Linked DNA regions of Salmo salar: region 2 is linked to region 1. A link is a contact called in public Hi-C data. All regions are on one chromosome and are shown on one strand. The core of a region is the stretch at or near the end of the contact, and the rest is flanking DNA. Distances in the headings are between cores, read along the strand shown.

Evidence for each region. Hi-C and Micro-C count contacts between places; a contact is called where the count stands out from the background.
Region 2: a Hi-C map of gill shows a contact between it and region 1, with 6 times the contacts expected there. The contact joins the promoter of LOC106579326 here to the promoter of dhx8 in region 1. A contact is called at or near these places in 3 of 3 Hi-C or Micro-C datasets (blood, gill and muscle).

What each region holds. Positions count from the first base shown.
Region 1 is chrssa19:53,838,492-53,845,156 of Ssal_v3.1, reverse strand. It overlaps dhx8 (DEAH (Asp-Glu-Ala-His) box polypeptide 8), which reads left to right and starts at 3,478. Exons shown (of 7, transcript NM_001140689.1): 1 at 3,478-3,486; 2 at 3,488-3,634; 3 at 4,006-4,091; 4 at 5,606-5,678; 5 at 6,366-6,457; 6 at 6,578-6,664. The coding sequence starts at 3,483.
Region 2 is chrssa19:54,113,204-54,119,868 of Ssal_v3.1, reverse strand. It overlaps LOC106579326 (ORM1-like protein 3), which reads left to right and starts at 2,379. Exons shown (of 4, transcript XM_014159146.2): 1 at 2,379-2,668; 2 at 3,180-3,394; 3 at 3,795-3,946; 4 at 4,547-6,665. The coding sequence starts at 3,221. The coding sequence ends at 4,682.

The sequences.
Region 1 (6,665 bases), core at 2,229-4,728:
GGAAAAACATCCCCACAGCATGATGCTGCCACCACCATGCTTCACCGTAGGGATGGTGCCAGGTTTCCCCCAGATGTGACGCTTGGCATTCAGGATAATGAGTTCAATCGTGGTTTCATCAGACCAGAGAATCTTGTTTCTCATGGTCTGAGAGTCCTTTAGATGCCTTTTGGCAAACTCCAAGTAGGCTGTCATGTGCCTTTTACTGAGTGGTTCAGTCTGGCCAATCTACCATAAAGGCCTGATTTGTGGAGTGCTGTAGAGTTGGTTGTCGTTCTGGAAGGTTCTCTCATCTCCACAGAGGAACTCTGTAGCTCTGTTAGAGTGACCATCAGGTTCTTGGTCACCTCACTGACCAAGGCCCTTCTCCCCCAATTGCTCAGTTTGGCTGGGCGGCCAGCTCTAGGAAGAGTCTTGGTGGTTCCAAACTTCTTCCATTTAAGAATGATGGAGGCCACTGTGTTCTTCGGGACCTTCAATGCTGCAGAAATGGTTTGGTACCCTTCCCCAGATCTGTAGCTCGACAGAATCCTGTCTTGGAGCTCTACAGACAATTCCTTCAATCTCATGGCTTGGATTTTGCTCTGACATGAACTGTCAACTGTGGGACCTTATATAGACAGCTGTGTGCCTTTCCAAATCATGTCCAATCAATTGAATTTGCCACAGGTTGACTCCAATCAAGTTGTAGAAACACCTCAAGGATGATCAATGGAAACAGGATGCACCTGAGCTCAATTTCGAGTCTCATAGCAAAGGGTCTGAATACTTATGTAAATAAGGTATTTCTGTATTTTTAAAAACCTGTTTTCACTTTGTCATTATGGGGTATTGTGTGTAGATTTTTATTTAATCCACTTTAGAATAAGGCTGTAATCTAATAAAATGTGGAAAAAGTCATGGGGTCTGAATACATTCCGAATGCACTGTAGGATTCTAGTACAGATTTATTTCATGCTTCTAGAAGAGAGGTGGTCAGATAGGGTTGTCTTGTCATTGTTGTTATTGTCTGTATTTTGTTTAATAAAAAATAATGGTCAAAAACCATGCCAGGAATGTTCACTTAAAAATAAACTGCTCAAGGCCCGGTTTCCCGATAGCAATGGCACTTAGGCCTAAGAGTGTTTTAATGATGCGTCTTTCCTACAACGGCCAATGAAATACATACGTTTCCCAAAACACCACGCAGAGAGAAAGTTTGCGTAGCAAATAGCACACGCACTGAGTGTACAACACATTAAGGACAGCTGCCCTTTCCATGACGTAGACTGATCAGGTGAATCCAGGTGAAAGCTATGATCCCTTACTGATGTCACATGCGTCGTTGATTTCAATAATATTTAATTATATAGGCCTACTGTATGTGTAGCCTATACTGTAGGCTATTTATATTTTAATGCAGTCATCTCTGTTTCCATTTTAAGCATTCATTTAGCATTTAATTTATCCTTCGCTTGTTTAGCAATTGAAAAGACATTGGCAACTTTGTATTTGTAGTCAACTTCGTTGTGATGTTATTGGCGGTCACAGAGAGACAGATAAACATCTTGATTCTTTGTTTCGTGCAGATCTTATTCCATTCCTTTACTTAGATTTGTGTGTATAAGGTAGTTGTGGAATTGTTAGATAACTTGTTGATATTGCTGCACTGTTGGAAGTAGAAGCACATGCATTTCATTTCACTCGCAATAACATCTGCTAACCATGTGTATGTGACAAATAAAATCTGATTTGATTTGAAGTAGTACATCCAATCACCAATTGAAGAATGACTACAATTAAGGTCAGGTAGCAGTGCTGACCCCATTCAGAATGATGGGCAAAAAATATGCTCATGAAACAGCCAACAAGGCAGCATCCTAACTTATGAGTCTCTCAGGCTGCTATTGCATCTGATCAGCCTGGCAGGCATAGAGCTTACCCACTGGATCATAGGCATCAGCCTATAAGGCACTTTAACGGCTAATATGCCTGCAAGGAGCTTTTCCCATGAAACAGCCTACAAGGCAGCATTGTGACTTATCAGCCTCTAAAGCTGCTATTGAGTTTGCTCAAGCTCTGATGCTGAAAGCTAATCTAATTAGCCTGCCAGGAATGGAGTTCTGTAAATGTAAATATTACCCATAAAACAGGGAGTGCACATTATAATTATACACATATCAGTTATGCAAGCTCACAACCAGCAAAAATAACTAGCTAGCTTGCTAGCTACAGTAGCTAACTAACAAGACTAGCTAGCTAACTGCTAGCTCACAAGACTAGCTAGGCAAGTGATCTTGCTTTGCAGCTCTGCTAGCAAGCTAGCAAACAAGCAATCAGTGTAATATCAGTATAAAGTTGACTTAATTTTAAAGATGCTAGCTATATTACATGTTTTACTCTATGCTTCAGCTTTCTGGATTTGAACTTGGCTCGATGGCTCGTTGTTCCTTGCATGCGATTGGTTCTGGTCTTGGGGGCGGCACGCAGCCTTGGAGACAATGTTACCTGTCAGCTCGGGAATGGTTTTACCACCACCAGGCGACAAAATTGAAGAACTACACTTCACATAGTCATTTCCGGCAGAATCGGAAATGGTGTCATACTCCATCATCAAAAAAAGTAACAGCCGCTTGGCAGCAGCACCAGCTATCCACACTAAGACTTCTGGTTATCGGATTTTGCCTTCAAAATAAAAGTCCACGGTAAAAGGCTATGCATATGATACAAAATCGATCTTTTTTGCAGCTTTGCACAGAGGATAATGTTAAAATTATGTTTTAAAAATTATAACTACATGGGGGGAAAATGTAAATTAAAGAGAATTGTATTTTGGTTGTATTGCACAAACAACTTGCACTGTACAGGAAAAACAATAGATTTTTTGTCCATAATACCAGAGTCCAGTCTACTCACTAAAGTCCCTAGAATACAAGAGTTTGAACAAAAAGTTAAGTCATAGGAAGTGTTGCAGGACTTTTACTGTGGTCTAACAGCTTACAGTGGGGTGCCTGGACAATATGGTACAATGCAAATCATTGTATATGCATTACATATGGGCTTATAATCATTTAAAAAACGATTATAGGTGCCGCAATAAAAGTATTGTAGGGAATACTCAGTAGGGTCTGTAGAATCCATCTATGGTGTCATTTCATGGGGCACTGAATGGAGTGTTGCTGGCTTTTTACTCCACCAAATCATGGAATACATTTTGCCTAATAGAGCAAAAACTATTCTAGGTGGCTATGTAAAAGGTTTGTAGGGAATACAATATATTATTATATTTCATGCACAGTTATTTGCATTGGAGGCATTTATTTGACCTTGGGGCATGTTTTAAAACCCCCATTTAAATCAAATGTCACTTAAATATGAGCAAATATGAATAATTGTTCATGTTCAGAGAAGTATTGGGGACTTTTATTTGGCACATTCCAAACGTCAGTGACCCGGAAGTACTTTTTTAGTGTTGCTGACGAGACACTTACCAAAAAAAATGAATGCTTGCTGTTTTCTTCTGAACACAAAACAGTCTCTTGGATAATGTCACACATCGGCGATAACGAGCTAGAACAACTGGAATACCTCTCGTTGGTATCCAAAGTGTGCACAGAACTCGACAACCATTTGGGGATAAGTGATAAAGATCTAGGTATGTAAAACTGAAAGTGAACTTTCAATATAAAATGTGTTTGTTGGCAATACATGCGTTAGCTACACGCGTTAGCTAGCAGCAACTCGAGATCATCTGTCCAGTCAGGTTGTTATCTGCCCGGGTAAACCAGCTAGCTATTAAACTAGCTAATGATTTCACCAGCGTAGCTAAGTTAACTAACTAACTAGTAAACCGTGGAGTTGAGTTTAGTCAGCTAACGTTACTAACAACGATGCGAACTTTCTCGCTGCCCCTAGCTGACATGCTATAGTAGCCATCTTAGCGAGCAAATCAAAGCTACACTCGAAATGTTTAGGACTAGTTAACGTTACTTGGCTAATGTGGTTATTTTCTTTGCTGGTTTACAGCTGAGTTTGTCATCAGCCTTGCTGAAAAGCAACCAACGTTTGATGGCTTCAAATCACTTCTGCTGAAAAATGGAGCAGAATTCACAGTAAGTACAGACGTCCTATCTACTGCGATACAACAGTACTGTAGCTATCTAGAGCAGGGGTCTCCAACCTTTTCAACAATGAGAGGTACTCATTTTTTTCTCCAGCTTTCAAATCGACACATTCTTCTCTCCCCTGGTCCTTAGTATACAAGAGAAGGTAGTGCACTATGTTTTCTGTCAATATACCTGGTAAATGAATGGTTAATAAACAACTCTACAAAATCTGCGATTCGTTTTTTTTATTTAAATCTCAGAAGTACAATTGAGAATCAAGAACATTGAATGTTCTGAGTCCATATCAATGCTTAAGTAATGTTTTAGGTCAGATTTTTGTTTGTAATTCCACTTTAATTGAGCATCTGGCCCTTTAATTGCGCATCTAGCAAGTAAGGAATGTGCCATCTGTGCCGGTCTAGTGATGGTTCTGTACAGCTGCTGCTCATTTCATGGCAAAGTTTGCAAGTAATAAGATATAGATACAAATAATATGCTTACTCATGATATACTTCTGCCATACAAATGATATACACTACCGTTCAAAAGTTTGGGGCCACTTAGAAATGTCCTTGTTTTTGAAAGAAAAGCTAAAAATTGTCCATTAAAATAACATCAAATTGATCAGAAATTCAGTGTAAACCTTGTTAATGTTGTAAATGACTATTGTACCTGGAAACAGCGGATTTTTAATGGAATATCTACATAGGCGTACAGCGGCCCATTATCAGCAACCATCACTCCTGTGTTCCAATGGCACGTTGTTAGCTAATCCAAGTTTATCATTTTTAAAAGGCTAATTGATCATTAGAAAACCATTTTGCCATTGGAACACAGGAGTGATGGTTGCTGATAATGGGCCTCTGTACGTCTATGTAGATATTCCATAAAAAATCAGCCGTTTCCAGCTACAATAGTCTTTTACAACATTAACGATGTCTACACTGTGTTTCTGAACAATTTGATGTTATTTTAATGGACAGAAAACGTGCTTTTCTTTCAAAATCAACAACATTTCTAAGTGACCCCAAACTTTTGAACGGTAAGTTTGGGGGTATACATCTGCCAGGTAAGTCGACTTTGCAGTTAACAGTTAATTGTGAAGACTTTGGGGAAGTATTTCTGTCAACCCACATCAACTGGCTACACACAGAGTGATAGACAAATGCATGCACCACACAGACAGACGGGCAATATTGCTGGATATTAATTGGTAGATATTGTGTTAGATTTGGCTTTTTAAGCCGGTAGTGGCTAACCAGGGGTGGGATAATGTCAGTGTTGCGTTGATTAGATAGTAGCTGGGAGCTTACGGTGTTTGATACTTGTGAGATTTGTTTATGTCAGTTTTGCGGTGGAACACGTGAAAATTGCTTCTACTTTCAGAATTGTTTGACGAGCTACTCATAGTTGGGCTGTGAGCTACTGGTAGCTGGCGATCGACCTGTTGGAGACCCCTGATCTAGATGGTTCTTTATGGATCTGATATGAAGACATAACATTTATTTTCCATCTTTCAGGATTCACTCGTCGGCAATTTGCTCAGACTTATTCAAACGATGCGGCCTCCACCAAAGGCGTCTACAAGCAAAGGTATGTGAGCTGTATTCCACCTGTATCCTCTGATGTGATGTGTGCTTTTCACTTAGCCCATACCTTTACAATTTGTGCTATGTGCACTCGGTGTACAAAACATTAAGAGAACCTTCCTGATATTGAGTTACACCTCACCCTCAGAACAGCCTCAATTCGTCAGGGCGTGGAGTCTTCAAGGTGTCAAGCATTCCACAGGGATGCTGGCCCATGTTGACTCCAATGCTTCCCACAGTTGTCAAGTTGGCTGGATGAACTTTGGGTGGTGGACTATTCTTAAAACACGCGGGAAACTGTTGTTCATTAAAAACCTAGCAGCGTTGCAGTTGACACAAGCCGGTACACCTCACACCTACTACCAGACCCTGTTCAAATACACTTAAATATTTTGTCTTGCCCAGTCACCCTCTGAATGGCACAAATACACAATCCATGTCTCAATTGTCTCAAAGCTTAAAAATCCATCTTTAACATGTCTCCTCCCGTTAATCTACACTGATTTGAAGTGGATTTAACAAGTGACATCAGTAAGGGATCATAGCTTTCACCTGGATTCACCTGATCAGTCTACGTCATGGAAAGGGCAGCTGTCCTTAATGTGTTGTACACTCAGTGCGTGTGCTATTATTACAATGTTGTGGACTTGATTATATGCTGAGTTGCTGACCCTTTACTCTGTGATTTTAGCCTTTGAACCTGTGGTCAAGCAGAAGAGTGACAAGGACAAACTGAAGGAATTGTTTCCTGCATTGTGCAGGCCAGACGATCCTGCTCCCAAGGTACGTTTTGTTGTTATAACCTAGTTCATTCGCAGGTGAAATGTATAGTATAGGCTATACTTTGTGGTTGACTTTGACCTGCTGACATTTGGCCTACCGTTTTGGACCCCCTCCCCCAAGGCCATATTGGATGAAGACGATGTGAAGATCGCCGACGCTGCCATGAAGGAGTTGGAGATGTTCATGCCCAGTGTGAGCAGATCAGACT
Region 2 (6,665 bases), core at 1,130-3,629, 280 kb before region 1:
ATGTGACGGTAGATCTAAGTTTACATCTCTAACACACCACCCAGAGCTATGACCATGAGATAATACCTTGTCAGCTGGCCAAACCTGTTTAATGCCACTCAATTCTGGGGTATCCTTAGAAAACAGTGGGTATCACATAACCACCCAGTTAAATGGAACATAGCTGACCCCCTCAGCTTTAGGGAACGGTGTTCCCTAAATTAGTGTTTGGACTTAGCTGGGGATCTAGAACATGACACTCTTGATCTTCTTTGATTTGGGAGTCTCAGGCATCAAATCTCGTCAATCATTCTCACTGCTTCTAGCCTAGAGGAGCCTCCACTGTCCCACCACATATAGGAGTCAATGGCCTTCTTTTGTGCACAAATATCAAATTATGATTGAAAGGATGCCAGAGTTCTCTAAAGAGCTAGACTATTTGTTTTGATCAAATGGTGCAAATTTGGCAAAAATATCTATTTTGTAGCACTTTATTTTATCGTTGGCCTACTTTTTCCATTAGTATTGATCTATCTATTTAATATCAATATGAAAAGGGAGTTACACATGTAGGCTACATATTATACACTTTATATACAAAAGTATGTGGACACCCCTTCAAACTAGTGGATTTGGCTATTTCAGCCACACCCATTGCTGACAGGTGTATAAACTCGAGCACACAGCCATGCAATCTCCATAGACAAACATTGGCAGTAGAATGGCCTACTGAAGAGCTCAGTGACTTACCATCATAGGATGCCACCTTTCCAACACGTCTGTCGAATTTCTGCCCTACTAGAGCTTCCCCGGTCAACTGTAAGTGCTGTTATTGTGAAGTTGAAACGTCTCTGAGCAACAGCTGCAAAGTGGTAGGCCACACAAGCTCACAGAGCGGGACCGCTGAGTGCTGAAGCGCATAGTGCATAAAAATCGTCTGTCCTCGGTTGCAACACTCACTACCTACTTCCAAACTGCCTCTGGAAGCAACGTCAGCACAAGAACTGTTCATCGAGCGCTTCATGAAATGGGTTTTCATGGCCGAGCAGCTGCAAACAAGCCTAAGATCACAATGCACAATGCCAAGATCGGCTGGAGTGGTGTAAAGCTTGCCACCATTGAAATCTGGAGCAGTGGAAACGCGTTCTCTGGAGTGATGAATCACGCTTCACCATCTGGCAGTCCGACGGACTAATCTGGGTTTGGCGGATGCCAGGAGAACGCTATCTTCTCCAATGCATAGTGCCAACTGTGAAGTTTGGTGGAGGAGGAATAATGGTCTGGGGCTGTTTTTCATGGTTCGGACTAGGCCCCTTAGTTCCAGTGAAGGGAAATGGTAACGCTACAGAATACAATTACATTTTAGACGATTCTGTGCTTCCAATTTTGTGGCAACAGTTTGGGCAAGGTCCTTTCCTGTTTCAGCATGAAAATGCCCCCGTGCACAAAGTGAGGTCCATACAGAAATTGTTTGTCATGATTGGTGTGGAAGAACTTGACTGTCCTGCACAGAGCCCTGACCTCATCAAACACCTTTGGGATGCCCAACCTCACTAATGATCTTGTGGCTGACTGGAAGCAAGTCCCCACAGCAATGTTCCAACATCTTGGTGGAAAGCCTTCCTAGAATAGTGGAGGCTGTTATAGCAGCAAAGGAGGGACCAACTCCATATTAATGCCCATGATTTTGGAATGAGATGTTCAACGACCAGGTGTCCACATACTATTGGTCATGTAGTGTACTTGGTGACATGCTAGGTAGGCCTACTTTTCTTACATCAAAGAATTTAACTCAATTGGTAACTATCTTGGTAGCTTACCAAATCAAAATCAAATCAAATTTTATTGGTCACATACACATGGTTAGCAGAGGTAAAAATCTGTCGTTCTGCCCTTGAGCAAGGCAATTAATCCACTGTTCCCCGGGCACTGAAGATGCTAATTAAGTTTAAGGAAATGCTTGTGGTGTAGCGAAATGCTTGTAAAAAAAGTCCTGACTATGTAATAACACTTAAGATTTTCTGGGCTAACAATGTAAGAAATAATACATAAAAAACAATATATGAAATGGTTATTACTGTGTAATGATCATTTACTATGTAATTTATCAGTGAATACTTGATGATTTTTGTACAGTAAAAATCAAGCTCTACCATTCGTTTTGATATCAAAGGTTGACCGACTGATAATAGTAATTTATAATGCTTGAAATGTAACACTTATTTTCAAAATGTGCTGTTCAGCACCCATGAAAAGTGCCCTCGCCCTCGCCCTCCTGTTCCTGTGACGTTGCAGGGGGGCGTTTCCCCAACGTTTCAACGCATTCCATTTGAATTGGTCAATTTTACCCATGTGATGTAAATACACCAATCAGTGCTAAGTGCGATAAAAAAAATAAAACAACATCCAAATGTGGAGCTCTGAAAATGATGACGTTCTACATGAATTGCTGGCTGGGAGTGGAAGTGGAACTGTTTAGCCTGAATATCGGACTATAAACTGAAGGATACTTGAATAACATTGCATAAGAAAGCAATACGAAGGTATTTGAAAGAATGACTAGTCGAAACGATATGGCAGTCTGACCTATTGATGCCAATTACCTAACCAGAGAAGGCGATAGTGAATAAGAGGAAAACAGCGATATAACGGACTGAAGCTGAAAGTGCGATTGAAGCCATTTTCTCCTGTAAGTATTATCTTGTTTGATTTGGCTACTTTATTTACTTATTATTGATATTGGAATACAGTAGTCCTAGTGCATGATGCAATATCGTAGATCATAATGTCATATTTCAATTGAATAATGGAAAGTTCTAGAAGAATTGAAAGAATGTGAGTTGAATCAGCCTGCACTACATGCTGGGTCATGACTGTGTTGTAATTCTCATAGCTATTTAATTACTATTTTTGGTGCTTAAAGAGTATCCCATTTTGTATACTGTGTGACCAAAACGAATCTATTTTCTGCTACATTTCTGCAAGACTCCCCCTCCCCAAAGTTACACAAAACCTAGTTCAGCACCACATTCCAACTAAATTTAGCCTATCTCGGGACTCCACCCCCTCCCAATAGGGTCTAATAATGAACAGTGCATGGATGGAATAGTCAAGCTGTAGCTTAGTCGCATTGCTTGCATCATTTGTAATTGCTGGCATACCTAAGGAATTACACACACCCTTCTGTTCCCACCACTCAGTGTTGACCCCGAGCAGACGAGGAGCGTGGTAACGTGACATCATGAACGTGGGCACGGCACACAGCGAGGTGAACCCCAACACGCGGGTAATGAACAGCCGGGGCATCTGGCTCTCCTACCTCCTGGGCATCGGCCTGCTGCATGTCATCCTGCTCAGCATCCCCTTCGCCAGTGTGCCCGTGGTCTGGACCCTCACCAACCTCATACACAACCTGGTGGGTAGTAGGCACCTTAGTAGGCTATGCCTTGGGGCACCAGTGCATCTCACCGACTGTATAACATAAGTACTGTAGGTGGATGGTCCAGTCACTGTTATTGCACACAATGGTAGTCTCCATAAGCAAACTACTCTGCAGTCTGCACTGTCACTAGGAGTGTGCTGAGTGACAGTGAATAAAAGCAATAGGCCATGGGGCAGTCTGGAACGTTTGTCTCTTTTTGTGGCATTTTCATTGCTATAAAAAGTCACAGAACAGATCAGCTTCCACATCCTTTTCCAAACTAAATCGATTTGCGGTTCTAGGCTGCTGACAATTTCACAGTATCACTTTTGCCCGTACAATGTTTTATATAACAGCTTTCCTGACTGACTATTCTGTGGTGTGTGTGTTGCAGTGCATGTACCTGTTGTTACACTTGGTGAAAGGAACCCCGTTTGAGACTCCGGACCAGAGCAAGGCTCGCTTCTACACATACTGGGAGCAGATGGACTATGGTGTACAGTTCACTGCCTCACGCAAGTTCCTCACCATCACTCCTATCGTCCTGTAAGGACATCGACACTACCTTATGCTTTATAGACTATTTATAAAATAATAGTCTATTTACTACTAATAGTCCTTTATAAAGTATAATTTAATGCAACGTGTTGCAATGGTATTTTTGTAGTGATAGGACTGTGAAGTGAAGCATTAGCCTATATTTTTACGTACGTTTTTTTTTCTCACTGTCCTTGTTAATGACTTCAGCAGCCTTGTCCAGCCAGTCTTTGGGCAGTGGGGAGTCTGGGCTGCTGTGGTGCCTGCTGTCAGCGGAAGGCTCTATTTAGAGACACTGCTGACAGATGGTTTGTCACTAATGCTTGGTCAATGAACCATGATGGATCTATTTGCAGATACGTCCTCTTACATTTTACATTAAATTTTTATTTTAGTCCTTGTCACTTTGATCTTCAAAAGTCCTCCACAACAGTTGACATGTTCACATGTGGCATTGTGAATTGGAAAGACGTAACTGTCGACCAAAAAAACAGATACCTGTAGTTGTCCAGACAATACCTTTTTTAAATGACCTCCTTCACCCAGCTCCAGTCTTTCTCTGACCTACCCTTTCTTTCTCTTCCTCATACTATTCCCCTCTCCCCCTAGCTATATCCTCACCAGCTTCTACACCAAGTATGACCGGGCCCACTTTGTGGTCAACACGGTCTCCCTGATGACCGTGCTCATTCCCAAGCTCCCCCAGCTTCACGGAGTTCGGATCTTTGGCATTAACAAGTACTGATGGTGCGGAAGAGGACACCGCCATTCCTCCATCTCCCTGTGGACTGTAAACACAGAGTATCAGGCCCCGCCGCATTGGCCCCCAGCCCATAGGGATCCATGGCCCCTCTCTGGCTCACAGGGCTATTGAGCACTCTGATAAATGAAACCTAAGGGCGATAAACAACACAGAATTGACTTACATGGCTCGGCTGGGTCCGAGCTCCTATGTGGTCCTATTGAAGCGGTGCTGTGGTGTTTATTTGTGGTTCCCTTTATGTCCATTTTATTTCATTCACAGAGAACACTGCAAGTGACGCCTTTGAGGAGTATGAGATGTATTGAGATTGAGTTACAATGTGGAGAGGAGAAACCTCTGAGCAGTTTGGTCCTGAGAAAAGTGAGACTCAGACATTTTGCACCCAGGAAGACATTTTGGAAGTTATGTCACTCAGTTATGGATGCCCTCTAGAATTATAACTCTACATTTCTTTAGCATCTTGTCCTCACAAGGCTCATCCTCTCTTTCTCTCATAAGAAAGGACAGACTGCTAGAGAAAGGGTTAGCTAGGGAGTTGCTCTGACTGTTGCAGTGGTCATACAGGAGGGACCACAGGGTTTATATTTAGCCCCCCTGACCACTCAGTCTGAGTTTGGAAAGTTTAAGCAACACTTATTTTATCGGATTATTTCCATATTTAGATTGCCTTGCTCTGATTTCAACCAGAGTAAACTTCTGTTCACATTGCAGTCTGTAATCTACAGTGCAGAGTAGACATGCTCAGGCCCCAAAAGCTAATTCCAGCTTTGTGAATCTGTTGTATTTATATTTCATTTGGGACCCTTAGGGCAGAAGATGAAAAGCAGGTTAGGCTATTCATGTTCATGGAAACATTTGTGCATACATATTGTATACTCTAAGTCAGGTTTCCCCAACTGGCCCTTGGGTGGTTTTATTTGTCCCCTCAAGTTTTCTGAGATTTTAATTGTAGGACATAAAAGACTAGAAACACCAGGAAATCAGCTCCAAGTGATTTAAATTTAAGAAATCTGTTCCCAAGTATTCCCACGCATAATAGAGAGACATGTGAAATGATTATGTTTAAGTCAAACATTTATATCTGTTTGGGCTTCTTGCGGTCAATTTGCAGTCTACAAATGATTTGTAATTATGTTCCTGCCCCTGGACCATCCGCTCAAGAAAAAAGTATTGCATATTCAACAATAATAGATTGTAGTGCATGGGTATGGGCTTAAAGACTTCCTTCAAACTGCACGGAGAGACATAAAAATTGTATCCATGACTTCATCTGACTCTGGGTAAGTAGAAAATAGGGCTTGATTGCCAAAATCTCAAACTATCCCTTCAGTTGATACAAAGGCTGTAAATGTGTCATGAAATGTTGTAATGTTGGTGTTTTAATAAGGTACCGAGTACAGATAGATACCGGGAGTTTGCCACATACCATGTATTTCCACTCTTTGAGCAGAGTCATCATGGCAACATGGCAACAACATGGCAACAACAACAACAAGCGTCTTTAAAAAGGGGAAACGGAAACTGAGAACTACGCAGCACAAAGTGTTGTGTTCAGAACTCACACTCAGTTTACTCCGAGTGAAGAGAGGTTGTGATAATTGAGATGAATGTTCATTTGAAATTCATTTCCAGAGTCTTTCACACAGCTTTAGATAACCCCCATCAGAAATTTTGGCTATGAAATGGAGAAAAGAACTTAGTGGAGCATTTTCATATCCACAAAATGCACTATAATCAAATATGAATGGCTTCAGTGGATTTTAGTAAGCGCAGAGAAGATTTATTAATTACACTTATGATTGACAGGGTTACAATGTACTACCATTAGAGATACTGCATATTGTTTTTTATTAGAAGTAAAAACCAAAGTATGTGAATGGTATAGAGTATGTGCGCATTCCTAGTTTGTTAGCACAGTAGGTAGCAAAGAACATGAGTGTTTTTCAATGTGTGTGAGGTCTGTTG